3 separate regions of the Mus musculus genome follow, and all the other regions are linked to region 3. A link is a contact called in public promoter capture Hi-C data. All regions are on one chromosome and are shown on one strand. The core of a region is the stretch at or near the end of the contact, and the rest is flanking DNA. Distances in the headings are between cores, read along the strand shown. Region 1 overlaps Taf2 (TATA-box binding protein associated factor 2). Region 2 has its middle 15 kb from the start of Gm2491. Region 3 overlaps Enpp2 (ectonucleotide pyrophosphatase/phosphodiesterase 2).

Region 1 (2,916 bases), core at 1-2,500, 160 kb before region 3:
ATTTATTTGCATGAATGTGTGTGCACGTATGTCACAGTGCACATGGAGAGGGCAGTTTCAGCCTTGGTGGTAAGCATCATCAACTGCTGAGCCATTCTGCTGGGCCCAGGGAGTAAAGTTTCACTCCTAACTGGTGTGACAGTATTCCTGTAGGAGCATCACTCACAAATCACCTTTTGGGATCAAGTAAGTTAGAGGTGGCCATGTGTGGGAGTGAGATTGGTCTGTGGCTGAGTTAGGGTCCTGAGAGAAAGAGAAGAGTGGTAAGGGAAGCTGTGGCCTCCCTTCCATTTGCAAACTCGAGAGGAAGGAGCACACGTGGGCTTTGGGGGGACATGTCCAGCTGAGGTCTCTTTCATTCATGCTCGCTAAAACGTATGGAAATGTTTGCTCTAGTTGACTCCAAACGGAGAGATGGCATATAAAATCTAGTAGACTTGCAGCTCTTTTCGAAGTGCTTAAGTGAAACTCCTTCAGCAGGGTTGCTCTACTCGTGTGCTGTTTCCTCGGGTTCCGAGCTGTTGAGTGTGGGTCCCTTGCTTCCTCTGCTCACAAAGTGAAGCGACATCTCATATGTCTTAATGACTTAGAGCCAAGGACCCAGATGATATTCAAGAACAGAAATGTGTTACAAACCTCATCTAGGAGAGATAGAAACAAACGATGCCGCTCTAAGGGAGCTGAAGGAGAGAGGCTTATTTTGTTAGTAGAGGACAGTGATGATGTACTTTTAACGCCTCCTACACACACACACACACACCACACACACACACGTGCACATTTGAAACACACACAGCTCCAGGTACACACACACACACACACACACACCCCGAGGCCTGCAGCGGGCCCCCCCACCCCCTGCATTCTCCCTCTTCTTGTGTATGAGGGTAAAAAAGATGTGTTAAATGCGTATGATTTTGTGCAGGTGGTAGGGCAGGCTGTGGGATAACCAAGGAGAGGTGTGAAAATGGTCCCTTCACCCACTCCCTTTCCCTGCCCCTGTCCCGAAGGAAGGAAGAGAATAGGCAGGAAGGGCCCAGTGGTTCTGAGAGAGACAGGTTTGAGCATCATAGATCTCCCTCCCAGCACTGAGCCCCCTTTCTTCCACTGCAAGGTTGCAGGCATCAGGACTGTCTCCTGGGTTTATTTAGTGATGGCAAGAATGAGAAACAGAGGGCTAGGGGGTGATGGTGGAGCAGATGAAACTCCCTAGTGATTTCTGGGGGGAAGAGGGGAGTCTTGCAGCTGCCTTGCTCAGGCTGCTGGGTTATGTAATGCCTTCTTGCATAATTCAGAAAATACAACTCTAGTTCTTGAAATCTTACTTTGAAATTAAAACAATTTGTTTTTCAAAGCTTGTATGCTTTCCCTAGAGATCTTTTTTTGGAACTCAAGATGAAAAACAGACTTTTTTTTTTTTTAATCTTTAGATTACAATGATGTATTTCAACATCTTATTTTTCTATTTAATCTAAAGAACCAAAGAGCAGAATTCATGTCTTTTCTAACAAACTATAGACTTTGTATTGAATATGAACGTATACCTAATATAAATGAAGTCAATAAAATTAACAGATTGTTCAGTGTTTCTTACATGTTCTTATTAGATGGACTGTTGAGCTTGCAAGTTAGGCTTTTATTAAGTACATTTGTTTGTTTCAGATCTGTTATATTGACTACAGCTTGTTTGTTTAACATGATTTTACATTGGGCAGAACAATTGGGAATATCTTTTGCATAACACAAATGAACATCTTACAGGATTTTGAATTATGTGTGTCTCGATCTCTGAAATAGAGAAGGTGTTTCAAATCACTAAAGGGGTTTTGACGAGCCGAGCCCATCCTCCTCGGTCCTCTGCCCATGAGAGTGTATTTGTGACATCAGTGCCCACAGGAAGCCCACAGCAGTCCTTTTGATGGTTACCTTTTAAATTTATACTCCCGTCTATAGCTTCTCTCCCTCCCCTTTGCCATATATGTTCGTCACATTTTTATCTGTAGTTATTAGTTGTTAACACAATTGAGTTCCTTGTGACTTTTGTGTATTACAGTCCCGTCTAGACACGTAATTGGAGGCAGGTGTGCTGGTACTGTGTATCTTCATTTGGAAGTACCAGTAGCCAGTTGACTCTTTTTGCAAGGTTAACTATTGTGGTTAGTCAGGATCTAGATGCATTAACTCATTGTGGATTACAAAGTAATGTTATTCTAATTAATCTTTCCATTTTTATTTATAGGATGTATTGTTTCTCTAAAGCTAAATTCCCTTTTACTATTACTCATTGGTATGAGCCATATAGGAAAGTCTAGATAAATGCCTAATTCTCTCTGTATTTAATAATTTTTAAAAACAATGAGTTTATTGACCACATATTTTAATGGTGATCAGTTCAGAGTATTTATTATCCAGGATTAGTATTGGAATTGTTGTATCTTTGAACATCTTTAAAGGCTGCCTCCTGAGTCAGTTAGGCAAGACTGAGTTCCTTGTTGTTGTATCGAATGCTTCAGGCTCATCCTATAAATATTCTGACTCAAACTGGACTCAGTGCTTTGTCACAGGAACCATTGATTCTGCTACCCAGGTTCTTAAAGCTACTTAACTTCCTGTGTTCTCATAAAAGTCAAGCAAAATTTAAGATGTGTAGGCAGGGTATCCTATTCTGAGCAATGGGGCCTGCAGGTAAGGATGAATTCATCTTCAAAGTGGTTGTAGGTATTCTGGGAAAGAGTCAGCCATTTGGTCTTTGCCTCTGCTCAGAAGCACAACTTCCAGGATAAGCATTCACTTTTCTGAAATCCTAGCACCTCGGCCAGTGTTTAGGACTGATGATGAGACCTGTGCAGCTCAGGACTGAGACTCTGACAAGTGCAGATAGTCAGCTAGTTAGTGTAGGCAGTTGCTAAACAGTGG
Region 2 (3,142 bases), core at 28-2,527, 140 kb before region 3:
CACACTCATGCGAAGCAAGTTCTGTACTTGTCAACAGCATCATAGCCTCTTTGAATTTTCTTTTCATATGGGTTTAAAGTCACTCCACACCTCGGTCACATCATAGCCTTTTGATCTTTCTGTCTCAGTTTCCTAAGTAGCTGAGAGCACGGGCCTACAACAACAGGCCTGGCTTTCTGTGCACTTTGGCTTAGAAAGTTGACATTTTATGTACCTTGGAGGTTCAGTGGAAACTCGATTGCACGGGTTCAGACCCATCCTCTACCACTGGCTGAACTGTCAATGAACATTACCTAAGTGGTCTATTCTCCTGATGCCTCATCTTTACCTGCACATCGGGGACAATGGCTATGACGACGGCAACGATGGCGACAGTAGTGATGTAACTTTTGGGATTTGCTGTTTTAGGGATCCCTGGGAAGGTATGAAGAGATTTGCAGACCCACTGCCCGGTGCCACAGCCATCACTGCTGCAAATGTGAGAGTACAACCATTTGAACTTTCTGTACATTGTTCCAAGAACGTACAGTGAGCTAACAGATATTTATTCAACAAAGCCCATGTATGCATGATCTCCATTAAGCATCAGTGGCTCTTAATTAAAATTCCACACAGGCAGATATGGCCAAGAGACAGGGTGACCTGGGCTTCAGTCAGGGGATGCAGTATCTCCTGGTGGAGATATTTCAAATCCCCTCCAACCTTAATTCACAGAGGTTCACTGCTTTCCTGATTAGTGTGGACAGGAGATCGGGGGGGGGGGGGGCTACCTTGATCCAATCCCCTCTCATAAGTAAGAGAACTATTCAGATCTGTGCTCTTAAGCAGAGGTGTTCCTCCAAGAGAGACAGGACACTGTCTAGTAGCCTCAGTGTCAGAGAGGAAAAGAAGCCAGGAGGGTCAGAGGATGTAATGTTCTCATCTCAGAAAACAGAGTTCTTTGACACAGTAAGGAAACGTTCACGTCTTTCTCTAAAACAGTGAAGAACTGGTAAGAAATGAAGAGGGAAACTGCAATGTTTGTGAGTGACAAGTTAAAACTCTAGGCCAGCTAATCTACTAGTCAGGACTAGGGGAAAGATAATGATTAGGGACATTTCCTAAAGTAGAGGCGAAAAAAAAATACCTTGCTTGAATTTAATTAGGTCAAATTGTGGTGCAATTTATGTCCTAGGGAATTGTTGGAAAGAAGAGAACAGTCATCAGGCCGTGTTGGTGGGGCTCGACAGCTGGGCTGTGATGTAATAGGGAAGAAGAAACAAAGTCAGGGAAAGAGACAAAGAGGTCTACTAAAGACGCCACCATCCCAGGGCAGCAGCCAATGCCAAAGGCTTTACACAGTGGACTCATAGCCAGGAGCAGCATCGTGTCTGTGAACACACAAAGGACGGGAATACCAGAAGGGGGGTGGGGAATAACCCGAACAGGAGAAGATGCCTGAAAAATGGTGGTTGACAGTATACTTACTGACTTTGATGAGTCAAATTTAGATGAGTCAAAACCTCAATGCATTGTAAGAGTAAAATCAAAAGTCTGACAAAGTGGTACATCACATTAAAAACGTTTAAAGAAAAGACAAGAAGAGGACCAAAGAGTTAAGGGTGCTTGCTGCCAGCCTGATGGCCTGAGTTCAATCCCTGGGAGCCACACAGTAGACGGAGAGGACTGGCTCCCACAGTTGTCCTGTGGTCACTGTATATGGGCAATAGCACATACGCTGTGGCACACATGCATGCACTTCTGTGCACACTCACACATGCAAATAAAATAATTTAACAATTAAAAGACAAGAAAATATTTCAAGTGGTTGGAGGAAAAAGAAATCCTACATATAAAGTAACAGTACTGAGCCTTAGCTCTAACTTCTTGGTAGAACAATGGAGGCCAGTGCAGTGGAATGACAGGGTCAGGGTGTCAAAGAAATGGCCAGCCAAGAATCTTTTGTCCAGTAAATCTATCTTTTACAAATAAGAGCAGAATAAAGACATTTGTATGAAAACACAGATGGAAAGAGATTGTTCTCTCAGACATTTCTTTTTTAAAAAAAGATTTATTTCTATTATATATTTGAGTACACGGTCACCGTCTTCAGACACACCAGAAGAGAGCATCAGATCCCATTACATATAGTTGTGAGCCACTGTGTGGTGGTGGGAATTGAATTCAGGACCTCTAGAAAGAGAAGTCAGTGTTCTTAACTGCTGAGCCACCTCTCCAGCCTGACATTTCATAATAGAAATGATTGAAAAAAATTTTGAGGTCAAAGGCAAGAGAAAGTAACATCAATTCTCACCAAATCAAAGAAAGGGATGCAGGCAAAGAGAATCATGTAAAGGGTCATAGGGTACAGCTTGGTTCACAGAGTGGGCGCCTAGCATGCACAAAGCTCTGGGTTCAGTCAGTAGCATAGAATGAGTGGTGGTACTCACCAACAGTCTCAGTGCTGGGAGGATTAGAAGTTCAGGGCCATCCTTGGTTACATAGAGAGGTTAAGGACAGACAGACAATGTCCCTAAAACCATACAGAGGTATTTTAAAATAAAATTGTGAAATTGTAAAAGGTAATATAAATAATTTAAAATTTAAAATTGTACTTATTTACTTACTTTTTATTGATTTGTTGTGGATTTCACATCATGTACCCCAATCCCATTCATCTCCCTATCCCTTCATATCTGCCCTCTGCCCTTACAACCTCCCCACGGAAAGAAAATGACAGCAACAACAACCAAAAGGAAAACAAAAATCTCACCGTGGAAACCGCAGTGTGTCACAGTGTGTCACATAGCACACCTTTTCTGTCACCGTGGAAACCACGGTGTGTCACAGTGTGTCACATAGCACACCTTTTCTGTCACCGTGGAAACCACGGTGTGTCACAGTGTATCACACAGTACACCCTTTCTCCCAGGCAGCTTTTCTTGCAAATGTTCATTGCAATGAATCATTGGTCTGGTTCGAGACCTCTGGTTTCTTGGATATCCTGTTGTTGCCCTCGTCACAGAGATCCTGCAGCTTTGGATCTGCAGTACTGGCCCCTTCACAAGCTCTAGCAGTTCATAGATGAGGTGGCCCTGGATCTGGGGCTGGGTGGGAGCTGAGTTGGTCAATCCATCAGCTCTCCTGTGCCTGTGCCAACACG
Region 3 (3,132 bases), core at 127-2,626:
TAGGTAAGGCCCGGCTTTTATTAACTATGCTATGGTTAGTGTTAAATTGATCATGTCATGAACTCTGATTTTTCTTTTCCTACCAGGTAAGTTTACCTACAAACATTTTTTATAGAATGCAGAGCTCCACGAACTGATTCAACATTGCGTATTTTTAAATGCCTCCTGTGTTTTGGGACTGAGCTTGGTGATCACATAGCGGGGAGAGATATTTTGTTAAGTCCAAGCATGAGACATAGAGAGACTTTGACTTCTTTTCAAAACCTCCCCTTTAACCTGGGGTAATAAGCAAAGCCATGGCACCAAAGAAATGAACAGACGTCCCTTGTCATTGCCATGGGAATGATGTAATCAAAACAGAGACACTTGGCTTCAGATTTTTTCAGGGATCCTATGTACTTCCAAATTTGCTTTCTATCAGCTTGCTTTGGGGCAGAATCCTAACAGATCATAAAATCGTTTTCACGTAGGAAACCTTTGGACGTTTATAAGAAGCCGTCAGGAAAATGTTTTTTCCAGGGTGACCACGGCTTTGATAACAAGGTCAATAGCATGCAGGTATGTCTACAAAACTGAACTAAATATGAGTTTCATAATTCTCTGGAGGGGATGGAAATCATGGGATTTGTGAAGCTGTAGGATGTTCCGACACAGAAGAGATGCTGTTCATGGAAGCAGAAATGGTTAACTGTATTTCTTTTCTTTTCTTTTGGAAGACTGTTTTTGTAGGTTATGGCCCAACTTTTAAGTACAGGACTAAAGTGCCTCCATTTGAAAACATTGAACTTTATAATGTTATGTGCGGTAAGTCACTTGTTCAATCAAACCCGGTGAAACTTTTGGTCAGTGAATTTCCTTACAGCTAGAGAAAGAAATGAGGTGTCTATTTTCTAAGACCTCTCCCTAAAAAGAAAAAAAAAAGTAACTTGCCCATTGGTTCAAAGGACAGAATGTCACCCCCTTCTAAGGCTTCTTTGTGTTCCTTCAACAGTTGACTAATGGGGAGTTTTCATAGTGTTGGTGTTGGCAGCCTTTGGCTGATCTAACATAGCATTACAGTTTGACACCGTTGGTCGGAGACACGATGAAGCAAGAGTTCCACGCAGACAGAGCGTTCTCCGACCTCCCTCTCTTACATTGCAGCCCAGTGAAAAATTTGCCAGCTTGCATCCCAGCCAGCTATTTATGTGCTCCTAATTATTTTTCTTCCTTGGGCTTCTCATTGCTGAATGAGGACAGCTTTTCCTATTTAGTAAGGGAGTGCCAGTCTGGTGGTTAGAGGGGGAGTCTGAAAGTCGGGTCTCCTGGGTTCTTTTCCCAGGTTGGCTGCTAGCTCTTCACTGTCCTGTCTCTCAGCTTAGGCAAGTCACTGTGTGCCCACTTGGCAACCATTCAGTTGCTGTGAAATCACCCCGTTTATCCCTTGGTGGCCCATCAAGGCTCATCACCAAAGCCTCTTCTTGTCCCCACACTTTTGTGGAGTGCATTGAAGGGCAGGCTGTGGGTATTTATTGATTATGTCTTATTTCAAAATTTGGTTTTTGAAAGTCTTGAAGAAGTCCAGAAGGACAGTGGTCCCAACATTGTCACACACACGTTCCTTCACTCCAGTTTTTTTGGGATGCCTTATTCATGCGCTTGCAGTGAAGAGAAGTGTTATTTCAAGAAGTGTTAGCAGGGCATTGTGAGGTTAGAATGGTTTAGGAGATGTGCAAGGAATGGCTGACGTAATTTAGTTTGTTCTCTTGTGATTTGTGTTCAATATTTATAGGCTCTTGGAAGGTGAAGGGTTTTGATTCTTATCATATCTCATCAGAGAACAAATAAGAAACACTGCATTCTTTTTTTTTCCCTATCAGATCTCCTAGGCTTGAAGCCAGCTCCCAATAATGGAACACATGGAAGTTTGAATCACCTGCTACGCACAAATACCTTTAGGCCAACCCTACCAGAGGAAGTCAGCAGACCCAATTACCCAGGGATTATGTACCTTCAGTCTGATTTTGACCTGGGCTGCACCTGTGATGATAAGGTAGAGCCAAAGGTAGAGATAATCTTTCTGCTTTATCATTGGAAATGTCTGTTTGGTGTATAAAGCATTGTTCAGTAGAACTGTCTCTGATACTAGAGTTGATTTTTGACTCCGACATCTAAAATGGAGCCAGTGACTGAGTATGACTGAGGGTAAAAAAATTTCACTTTATTGTTGTAAATTTAAGTTTAGTATGCTGAATAAGGTTCGTGACTATCATCTTAGACAGTTCAGGTCTGGAGAATGAAGGAGCAAGAATGTTATTTTTCTGAATTCACAATATATAGTCAGAAGCTGGGTCTTTTACGCAATTGTGAATTTCCAGTGATTCATGGTGAGCCGTGAATAATATCAGTGATTGGTTTATAGGTAGCTATGTCAAAGTGGTTTTGAAAGACACTTGAAATGTTAAGGGATTCCAGAGAACTATTTGCAAAACCTGGGCAGGGAAGAAGGGTATCAGTGGGAAATGGGAACTGCTCTGGGGCCTTGCAAGGCCTAAAAGGTGAGGGCAGGTAGAAAATCACTGGGGAGATTGAGAGGAGTGAGGGAGGGAGGAAGGGAGGATGGAAGAGAGAACTGTGCTTGTTAGAAGACTGAAGCCTGAACATTGTGGCTGGTGATCTGGAAGCAGAGCACTCCAGGCTCTACTGCCTCTACTCGGCTCCCACTGCCTTCCATGGTAGAGCCTGACTGTAAGCCAAAGGACAAGGATATTCTTTACTGCAGTCCCTGAAAGTCACCTTTCTAGGTGAGCAGGGTGAGGAAGGTACAGGATGGGTGTCCTTGAAACCACACCACTGCTCGTTTTAGATACAAAACAACAACACAACACAAAACAACAAAACAAAACTCCAAAGTATTAAGCAATAACTTGCTTATTGATTTGTTTTTTAAGTTAAGATTTTTACATCTACCAACCAGTGCTCCTATTAGCAGAAATGAACCAATGTTTCCACAGAACTGAAAAGATGCTTGTGCAAAGCAAAGGTGTCTGTTCATTTTTATATGCTGTTTAATTATAGGTAAAAGGATGATTTTTTTTCTTAGCCTCAGAAAAGTGGATAATAATTTTCCTATTGCACAGTCTCTTTTTCTTA

What was found. Capture Hi-C pulls out chosen DNA fragments and counts their contacts.
Region 1: a contact with region 3 is called in a promoter capture Hi-C map of adipose tissue. The contact joins two enhancer-like sites. A contact is called at or near these places in 2 of 484 Hi-C or Micro-C datasets (the AtT-20 cell line and forebrain) and 2 of 9 other capture datasets (adipose tissue and pancreatic islet).
Region 2: a promoter capture Hi-C map of adipose tissue shows a contact between it and region 3. The contact joins two enhancer-like sites. A contact is called at or near these places in 5 of 484 Hi-C or Micro-C datasets (the AtT-20 cell line, brown adipocytes, cerebral cortex and 2 more), 3 of 115 datasets of contacts at active chromatin or transcription factors (a colorectal cancer cell line, hepatocytes and pancreatic cancer cells) and 1 of 9 other capture datasets (adipose tissue).

The regions. Positions count from the first base shown.
Region 1 is chr15:55,017,480-55,020,395 of GRCm38.p6, reverse strand. All of the region lies in intron 25 of Taf2 (TATA-box binding protein associated factor 2), which reads left to right. Among named protein-coding and RNA genes, the nearest start is that of Gm2491, 32 kb to the right of the region's middle. Within about 2 kb of position 1,250, at least 19 of the 459 cell types and tissues checked have an H3K27ac peak or open chromatin away from gene starts, as enhancers often do. A contact at or near this core is called in adipose tissue, where this site is marked.
Region 2 is chr15:55,000,651-55,003,792 of GRCm38.p6, reverse strand. No RefSeq gene overlaps it. Among named protein-coding and RNA genes, the nearest start is that of Gm2491, 15 kb to the right of the region's middle. Within about 2 kb of position 1,277, at least 25 of the 459 cell types and tissues checked have an H3K27ac peak or open chromatin away from gene starts, as enhancers often do. A contact at or near this core is called in adipose tissue, where this site is marked.
Region 3 is chr15:54,861,410-54,864,541 of GRCm38.p6, reverse strand. Enpp2 (ectonucleotide pyrophosphatase/phosphodiesterase 2) reads left to right here. Exons shown (of 25, transcript NM_015744.4): 16 at 471-558; 17 at 717-804; 18 at 1,860-2,044. Among named protein-coding and RNA genes, the nearest start is that of Enpp2, 57 kb to the left of the region's middle. Within about 2 kb of position 1,376, at least 15 of the 459 cell types and tissues checked have an H3K27ac peak or open chromatin away from gene starts, as enhancers often do. A contact at or near this core is called in adipose tissue, where this site is marked.